Regions from separate parts of the Sus scrofa genome. Here region 2 is linked to region 1. A link is a contact called in public HiChIP or PLAC-seq data. All regions are on one chromosome and are shown on one strand. Each heading gives the region's core, a stretch centred on a gene start, on an enhancer-like site or on the middle of the called end of the contact. The rest is flanking DNA. Distances are from core to core; before and after follow the strand shown. Region 1 holds the start of AKT2 (AKT serine/threonine kinase 2). Region 2 holds the start of SPTBN4 (spectrin beta chain, non-erythrocytic 4).

What was found. HiChIP or PLAC-seq counts read pairs in DNA pulled down with a chosen protein or histone mark.
Region 2: an H3K27ac HiChIP or PLAC-seq map of alveolar macrophages shows a contact between it and region 1. The contact joins the promoter of SPTBN4 here to the promoter of AKT2 in region 1. A contact is called at or near these places in 2 of 2 datasets of contacts at active chromatin or transcription factors (alveolar macrophages and skeletal muscle).

Annotation. Positions count from the first base shown.
Region 1 is chr6:48,586,091-48,589,409 of Sscrofa11.1, forward strand. AKT2 (AKT serine/threonine kinase 2) reads right to left here and starts at 1,834. Exons shown (of 14, transcript NM_001256779.1): 1 at 1,796-1,834; 2 at 1,785-1,793. The coding sequence starts at 1,829.
Region 2 is chr6:48,727,403-48,731,126 of Sscrofa11.1, forward strand. SPTBN4 (spectrin beta chain, non-erythrocytic 4) reads left to right here and starts at 2,437. Exons shown (of 36, transcript XM_021094394.1): 1 at 2,437-2,554. BLVRB (flavin reductase (NADPH)) reads right to left here and starts at 1,031. Exons shown (of 5, transcript XM_003355917.4): 1 at 852-1,031. The coding sequence starts at 930.

The DNA.
Region 1 (3,319 bases), core at 584-3,083:
CTGACAGTCTCAGAGGCCTGAGCTGTTAGCCCGTTTTACAGATGTGAAACCAAAAGTCAGAGAGGTGACAGAGCTTACCCAGTCACACAGAGAGGAAGTGGCAGAACCAGGGTTAGAACCTTGACACCTGCCAAAGTTCAGAAAGCTCTAACAGCCCCAAACTCAGGGCCCTATCTGGGCAGGTAGGCCTAAGTGTCTCGAATGCCACCCTGCCTGGAAATGGGTCTCCGCTGCTGATGGGGAGGCCCAGCCGGGGGAGCCACCTCCGCCCCTCATCACCGCTCCGTGTCAGGGGGCTGGGACAGGGCAGGATGGGCGGGCACTTCTCCCAGTTCCTACAGGGCCAAGCCCATCAGCCTCCTCGCCCCCTCCAAATAGGCCTGGCCCAATCCCCTCTACGGACTCACAGCTGTCCCTTCGCCCTATCCCTGGCTAACTGTGGGGCTCGTGCCCTTGCTTCCTTCAGATCTTTATTCCAACACCCCCTCAGGGAGGCCCTCCCTGATCCCCCCGCTTAAGATCAGGCCCCCCTCCCCGGCTCACCCCCCCGACCCCCCTGGCCCTCACCACCATGCCACACAGTGGTCTACTTGGGTGCCAGCCGCCCTCCCTACCTAAGGTAAGACATGAACGGGGTATGTACACATTGACTGCTCATCAATAAATGTTTAAAAATGAAAAAAAAAAAAAATCCATAGGAGGTGGAGGACTTTTGCCCTCCTGGTTCGCCTCTGTATCCCCAGGGCCTAGACCAGTGCCTAGAACACAGGAGTGGCTCCATAAATGTATGCTGAGTGAATGAAAGCACCAAGGAGCACGGCTACCCCCAGGCCCGGCACCCCCCTCCCCAGGGAGGGTCCATGGAAGCCCGGACAGTCTGCCTCCTCCACTCCCCAGTGGCGCCTGCACAGGCCGACCGCGCGCAGGCTTCTTCCCAGCTGCCTCTGCACGCGGCGGTTCTGAGACGGGCCCACCTGGAGTCTAAGGGTCTCTCAGTCTCTTCCCTGACTTCGCTCCCCGCTGCCCACCAGCACAAGCAGATCAGCTTCACGGCATCCTGGGCGCCAGGGTCCGAGGCCGTCTCACCACTCCGCCGGCCTCCTCCAGCTCTCCCCCACTCACTCTGCTCCGGCCCCTCTGGCCAACTTTCCGTCGCAGGCACATCCCACCTTTGTGCTTGCTGTCCCATTCCCTGGGACACCCTTGCCCAGCTATCTGCATGGCGCACTCCCTCACTGCCAGGCCTCGGTCCACTGTCCCCTCCTCAGAGCTGCGTCCCTTGAACCCCGTCTTTCTCCAGCCTGTTTCCCTCAGAGCTCCTCCTTTTCACCACCTGACAGCATGGATCTGTTTATCTGTTTACTGTCTGTCCCCAGCACCCAATGGACTGCAAACTCCATGGTGGCACCACCACGTCCCCAGAGCCTGGGATGGCCAAGATGGCCTCCTACACACTCCACGAGTATCTGCCGATTGAATAAAGGCTGAAGAGCATCAGGCAGTGTTACTTCAGTGAAGGGATTTCCCCGCTCTCCAGCCACTCTGGCCAACCCTCCGTTCCTGAGAGTTGACAGGACCTCTGATGCAGGGGCAGAACTCAAGGCCTGGCTGGGGGGCTCATGCAGGGGGTCCAGCTAGACCTGGACACTCAGGCCCAAGCATCGTCACAGCTCCGCTGCCCAGACCTCCCTCAAAGATTCCATGAAATGGGCTTGTCAGGAGCTGTGGCCTGGGGCAGGCGGCGGGGGAGACACGCAATCCTCTGGGCACAAGCAGCCCCTTACCACGCTTGTGAGCCAGCCTTCTTTGATGACAGACACCTCATTCATGGTGGCAGCGTGACACGCTGTCACCTAGCTTGGGACAGCTCAGGGCAGCAGGACATGCAGGAGGCGTGGTGGACAGAGCGCAGTCTGCAAGACAAGAGAGAGGAGTCCGTCAGCGTGGGAGGGGGATTCGCCCTGGCCCCGCCGCCCAGCACAGCCTGCCTCCCAGGCCCCTCTGGCTGCTCTGACCTGCTGGAGCCAGGGAGGGTAGGGAGACCTGCCCCCCGGGCCCAGACTGAGGGGGAGAGGGGGCCTCGTCCCCAGGGACCCCAATCCTGGGGGGAGGGACACGACCTGCCCTTAGAGCCCTACTCTGGGAGAAGCAGAGCTCCCTAGCCTGGCCCTGCACTCAGGACACCTATGCTGAGCAGAGGCAGCCCCCCATGAACCCCTACTCCTGGCTGGGCCGAGCAGCTCCACCCCCCGCGGCATTCCCATGCCCCAGTGCTAAGGTCACCTGGGATGAATTAGACAGCCCTGAGCACCTGAGGGAGTGCTCAAAGCCACCAGCATCTGCCTGCCATCCCCAAATACACATGCACGCACGCGCGCACACACACACACTCCTCTCCAAACCACAGAGTCATCAACCTGCCACCTTTAGCAAACCAAGTACTGCACCAGGTCACCTCGTGTCGCTGCCTCAGCCTCAGTTCCCTCCTTGTCCCCACCAGATAACAGGAAAGAAAGAAAAAAAAAGATCTTGGCACTCCGGATCTTGAACAAGAAAGCAATCCACACACTTATCTGGGGTCCAGGAGACAGTCCTGGGGGCTCAACCAAGGCCCTGGTCCCTTCCCCAAGACCTCTGCTTCTGTCCTCAGGGACCAGCAGCCGACAGACTGACGGACGCCGAGGCCGCTGCTTCGTCTCAGGTTCCCGGGGCGGAGGGGAGAAGGGGGGCAGGCAGCCACCAGCTGGGCCCCTACCTGGAGCCACAGGCCTGGACAGGGGCCATGGAGTCCAAGGCGCCTTTCGCCTCTCCTGGCCTGGGGCTATTTGCGGACAGCAGGTCAGGAGCTACGGTGGCCCCCAGAGAAGCAGCAGCTGGTTCTGGGGACACCGTGGGCATCAGCTTTCTCTCGTGCCCCAGGGGAGCTGGCGGGCCGGACACACTACTGCATGTGACGGTGGCAGGCTGCCCAGGCCCTGGGCAGAGGAAGGGAGGTAAGTGGGAGGACGCCGGAGGAAGACAAGACGGACAGTGACAGGGAAGTAAACAGCACAGTGAGAAATCACGTTCTGAACTCGGAGCTGCAAAGACAGGGCCCAAAAGGGGCTCCCTCCCCGGCAGGTACTCCAGGAGCTCACACCTAGGAACTGAACACACCCGTGACCAGCAGACCTTCGCTCCTAAAAATCCCACCAGTCTGCGCTTCTATCTCTAACGAGACCAGGGTCTCCATCCCAGACTCCCTTCAAGGTGGCTCAGGGCCAGCGCCGTCCTCTGGAGGCCTGCCCCACCTCCTCCCTGGCCTCCCACCCTCCAATCT
Region 2 (3,724 bases), core at 1,187-3,686, 140 kb after region 1:
GCTGAGAGTAGGATCCTGGCAGCCTCCACCCTTTGGGGGCACCCAGATAGTCAATATCTTCAGCATCACCAAGACCAGCAAGGGTGGGACCGTTTATCTGGAAGAGCCAGCCTCCACTGGGGGTTGGTGAACTCTGCAAGGTGGGGGCAGGGGATGGCTTATCCCCTTTCCTGGAGCAACTCCATATTTTCAGCCCTCGTTGGCTTTCCTAGGACCAGTGTCCCCAAGTCTTCAGTGACCTACCTTCCATCAGGTGCTCACGGCAACACACTCCCCAGCCTCTTGAACTTTAAGCCTTGGTGTCCAAACCAAGAACTTTTAGCAGCTGAGAGCATGTGCTGGGTACAAATAACAACACTGCCACTTTCTGGCTGGGTGACAGTGGACAAGTCACTCTCTGGGCCTCAGTTTTCTCATCTGTCAAGTGAGGTGATACTAGTTCCCATCTCACCTGAGAGCTGGGACTATTTAATACAAATGAAGAGAAGGCAGAGCTGGGAGTCCCATGCCTGGCTTAGTTAAGCCCTTGCTGGGTGTGCAAACCACTACCGCCCACCACCACCACCACCACCACCACCACCACCACCATCACCACCACCACCACCATAACAGCATTTCATAAGAGCATTGGATTTAAACTTGTCACCACAGTCCCCTAGCCTCCCAGGGCCAATTCCTTTCCCTTGGACTCACATAAAATTGGACCTCATACTGTCCCCAACCTCTGCCCCCGTGGCCACTTGCTTTGCCCCTGAGTCCTCACACACCAAGGCACACCGGGTCCCATGATGTCCCTTCCTAAAGTTCTGGCCCTGCACCCGGTGACATCCCATGCCCGCCCCAGCTCATGCCTGCTTGCACCGCCTGCGCCAGGGTGGTGAGCCCGGTTCTGCCAGTGGCGCCGAAGATCGCAATCTTCTTGACAGACATGCTGCAGGGACGTAGGGTTGCGAGGCCGCGGAGTCACAGGACGCGCGGGAACCGACTGGCTGCTGGGCCGCCCTCTGCGTCCTTCCCTAGCGGGAGGAACGGGGCGGGGCCGCCCCGAGGGCCACGCCTCAGCCCACCTCCAGCCTCAGGCTTAGGCTGAGGAGCGAGTCCAAAAGGCCACGCCTCCAGCTAAGAATAGGGTGGGCGGGGCGGGCCAGCACCGCCCTCTGGGCCCGCCACTTAGACTGGGAGGCGTGGCTGTATCCGGCCATCGATTCAAGTGGCCCCGGGGCTCCGCCTCCGCGCTCCAGCCTCCCAGGGGGAGGCGGGGCGAGCTCGGGCCACGCCCACCGCTCTCTCCTCACTCACGCCCCTTCTCTCTGGGCCACAAGGCAGATCGGAGATTCACACTAAGCCCCAGGGCCTCCTCGAGGTTGCAAGGGAAGAAAGGGAGGGAGGACGGTGTGGGTGTGACACTGTGTAACTGCGTGTCTGTGAGCCCATGTGACCCTGAGTGTCTCTGTAAACAACCCCAAGGGAGACCATAATTGTGGGTGACACCATGTGCCATCTGCTGTGTACAACACCTTATTACAGTGTGAGACTGTGTGACGCTACGTGTGGCAAGTTATTGTGTGACCTTGTAGTGTCACTAAGTGACAGTGTGTCAGTCTGTGATGCTGTGTGCATCCATGACTCTGGGGTATATTGTGTGAGTGTGGAACACGTGTGCGATGTGTTACATGCGAGTATGTGACTCAGAGTGTGACAGTGTGTGACACTGCATGTGTCATGTGAGGTGTGTGACACTGACACCATTTGAGTGTGGCTGTGGGTGTTACTGTTGTGTTTCTATTTGTGAACTCTATGTGATGTATGAGTGTGACGGTGCAGGATGTGTGACCTTCATGTGAGTGTGCAACTGATGTGACAAGTTTGAGTGTGAAAAAGTGTGTGACACTGTGTGATGGTGAAGCTGTGTGTGATGTGTATGACACTCTTTGTGACCCCATGTTAGTGTGTGACATATGTGTGTTTGTATATGACTCCAAGTGAATGGTGGTGGCACTATTCGAGTGTTCTACAGTGTGTGACGCTGTCGGGCACTGTTCCAGGGCGCGACTTCGTGTGAGCTTGTGACTGCGTGAGACAGTTTGAATATTTGACCCTGCGTGACCCCATGTAAGGGGGTAACAGCGTGAGCGTGTGGATATGAATAGTATTTGTGACGCTGTATGTGACCCCGTATGTGTGTGGCCGTGTGGGAGTGTGCGACCCCGTGGGAATGTGTGTGTGTGACGCTACCACCGGCCCCTGCAGCTGTGCAGCGCACGCTGTGGCCGGGTGTGTGACCGCGCGTGGGCCAGCGCCGCGGGCGGCCGGGGTTGGCGGGAGACCGCGGGCGGGAGGGGGTCCGGGGGCGCGCCGAGCGCGACGGCCGCGCGAGCCGGAGGAGGCGCGCCGGCGGCGGCGGCGGCGCATGCGGATCTGGCCGAGCGGCGGGGCTGGTGGGGCCGAGCAGAGCCGGGCCGGGCCGGGCCGGGCCGGGCCGCGGACACCAACAGGGAGGGCAGTCGGGCACTGCCAGCAGCGGGGACAGCGGCACCGGCCGCCGCGGGCCCAGGTGAGCGGTGGCGTGGGGGCGGATAGTCCCTCCCTCCGGCATCTCCCCACCTGCCCGAGCATCCCTTCCCCGCGCACGCTGGGCTTGGCCTGACCCCTCAGGGTCTCCACGGCTGGGGGAGGTGGAGGGTCAATGGCAGAGGGAGCCCCCAGCCCTCAACCCCGTCCAGCCTCCGCGCCGTGCGTGGGTCTTCCACCCAAGCCTTGTCCTTCCCAGGCCCCCTCCTTGAGGACGGTGACTGGACTGCAGGGAGAGAGAGGCGCGGCCTTGGAAGGGTTAAAGCATCCGCTTCCAGGTCCCATCCCCAGCTTCGCACCGGGCCAGGCTTTCCTGGGGCTGCTGGACACCCCCGTCCACCTCCCCCACCGCCTTCTCCCTTCCTTCTCTGTTGAATCACGTAATGGCCAAGGCTGTTCCTCGCGGGCCTGAGAGCTCCCAAAGTGCTAAGTGTCTCTCCATCTCCCAAGTACCCTCCATGGAGGAAACAGCTGTGCTCACCATTTGACAGGGAGGGAAACTGAGGCACAGAGAAGCCAAGTCAAAAATGATGGGGCTTAAAGATACAGAAAGAATAAAGCAGGGCTTGAACTCATTTCTGTCTGACTCCAGCACAGACACTTTAATTGCTAAGATATGTGACTAGAGGATGGATAATAATAGCAAGGCCCCTGAATCGGGGGCTTGCTGTGTACTAGATACCATGTTCCCTGCATTAGTAATGCTCTCATCTTCAAACGCCCCTAGGAAATGGGCACTATTATTACCATTTTACAGATGAACAAACTGAGGCCCAGAGAGGGGAAGTGCCTTGGCCAAGGTCACACAGGTGGTGAGTAACCATGTGCCCACTTCCAGCTTTCCAGGGAAGAAGGGAAGAATAATTTTGGATTCCGGAGAGTCCACCGAAAGGGACAATCTCCACTACACTGACCAAGACCTAGACCTTGCCTCCCTAAAAATCTGGTGGGGTGGCAACTGTCTGGATATTTTGAGAAGGGGGACATTCACCTCCTCCAAATTCCCCTCTTTCTTAGTCTTAGAATCAGGCCTGGGGTCCCAGAGGGTGGAGGAGATGAATCTAATGTCTCCCACCCCCTTAAATTTCATATTTACAATCTGGCAGTGTTCTAGAACATGGCTCTGGAATCAGACAGTGTTCAGTGTGTCAGG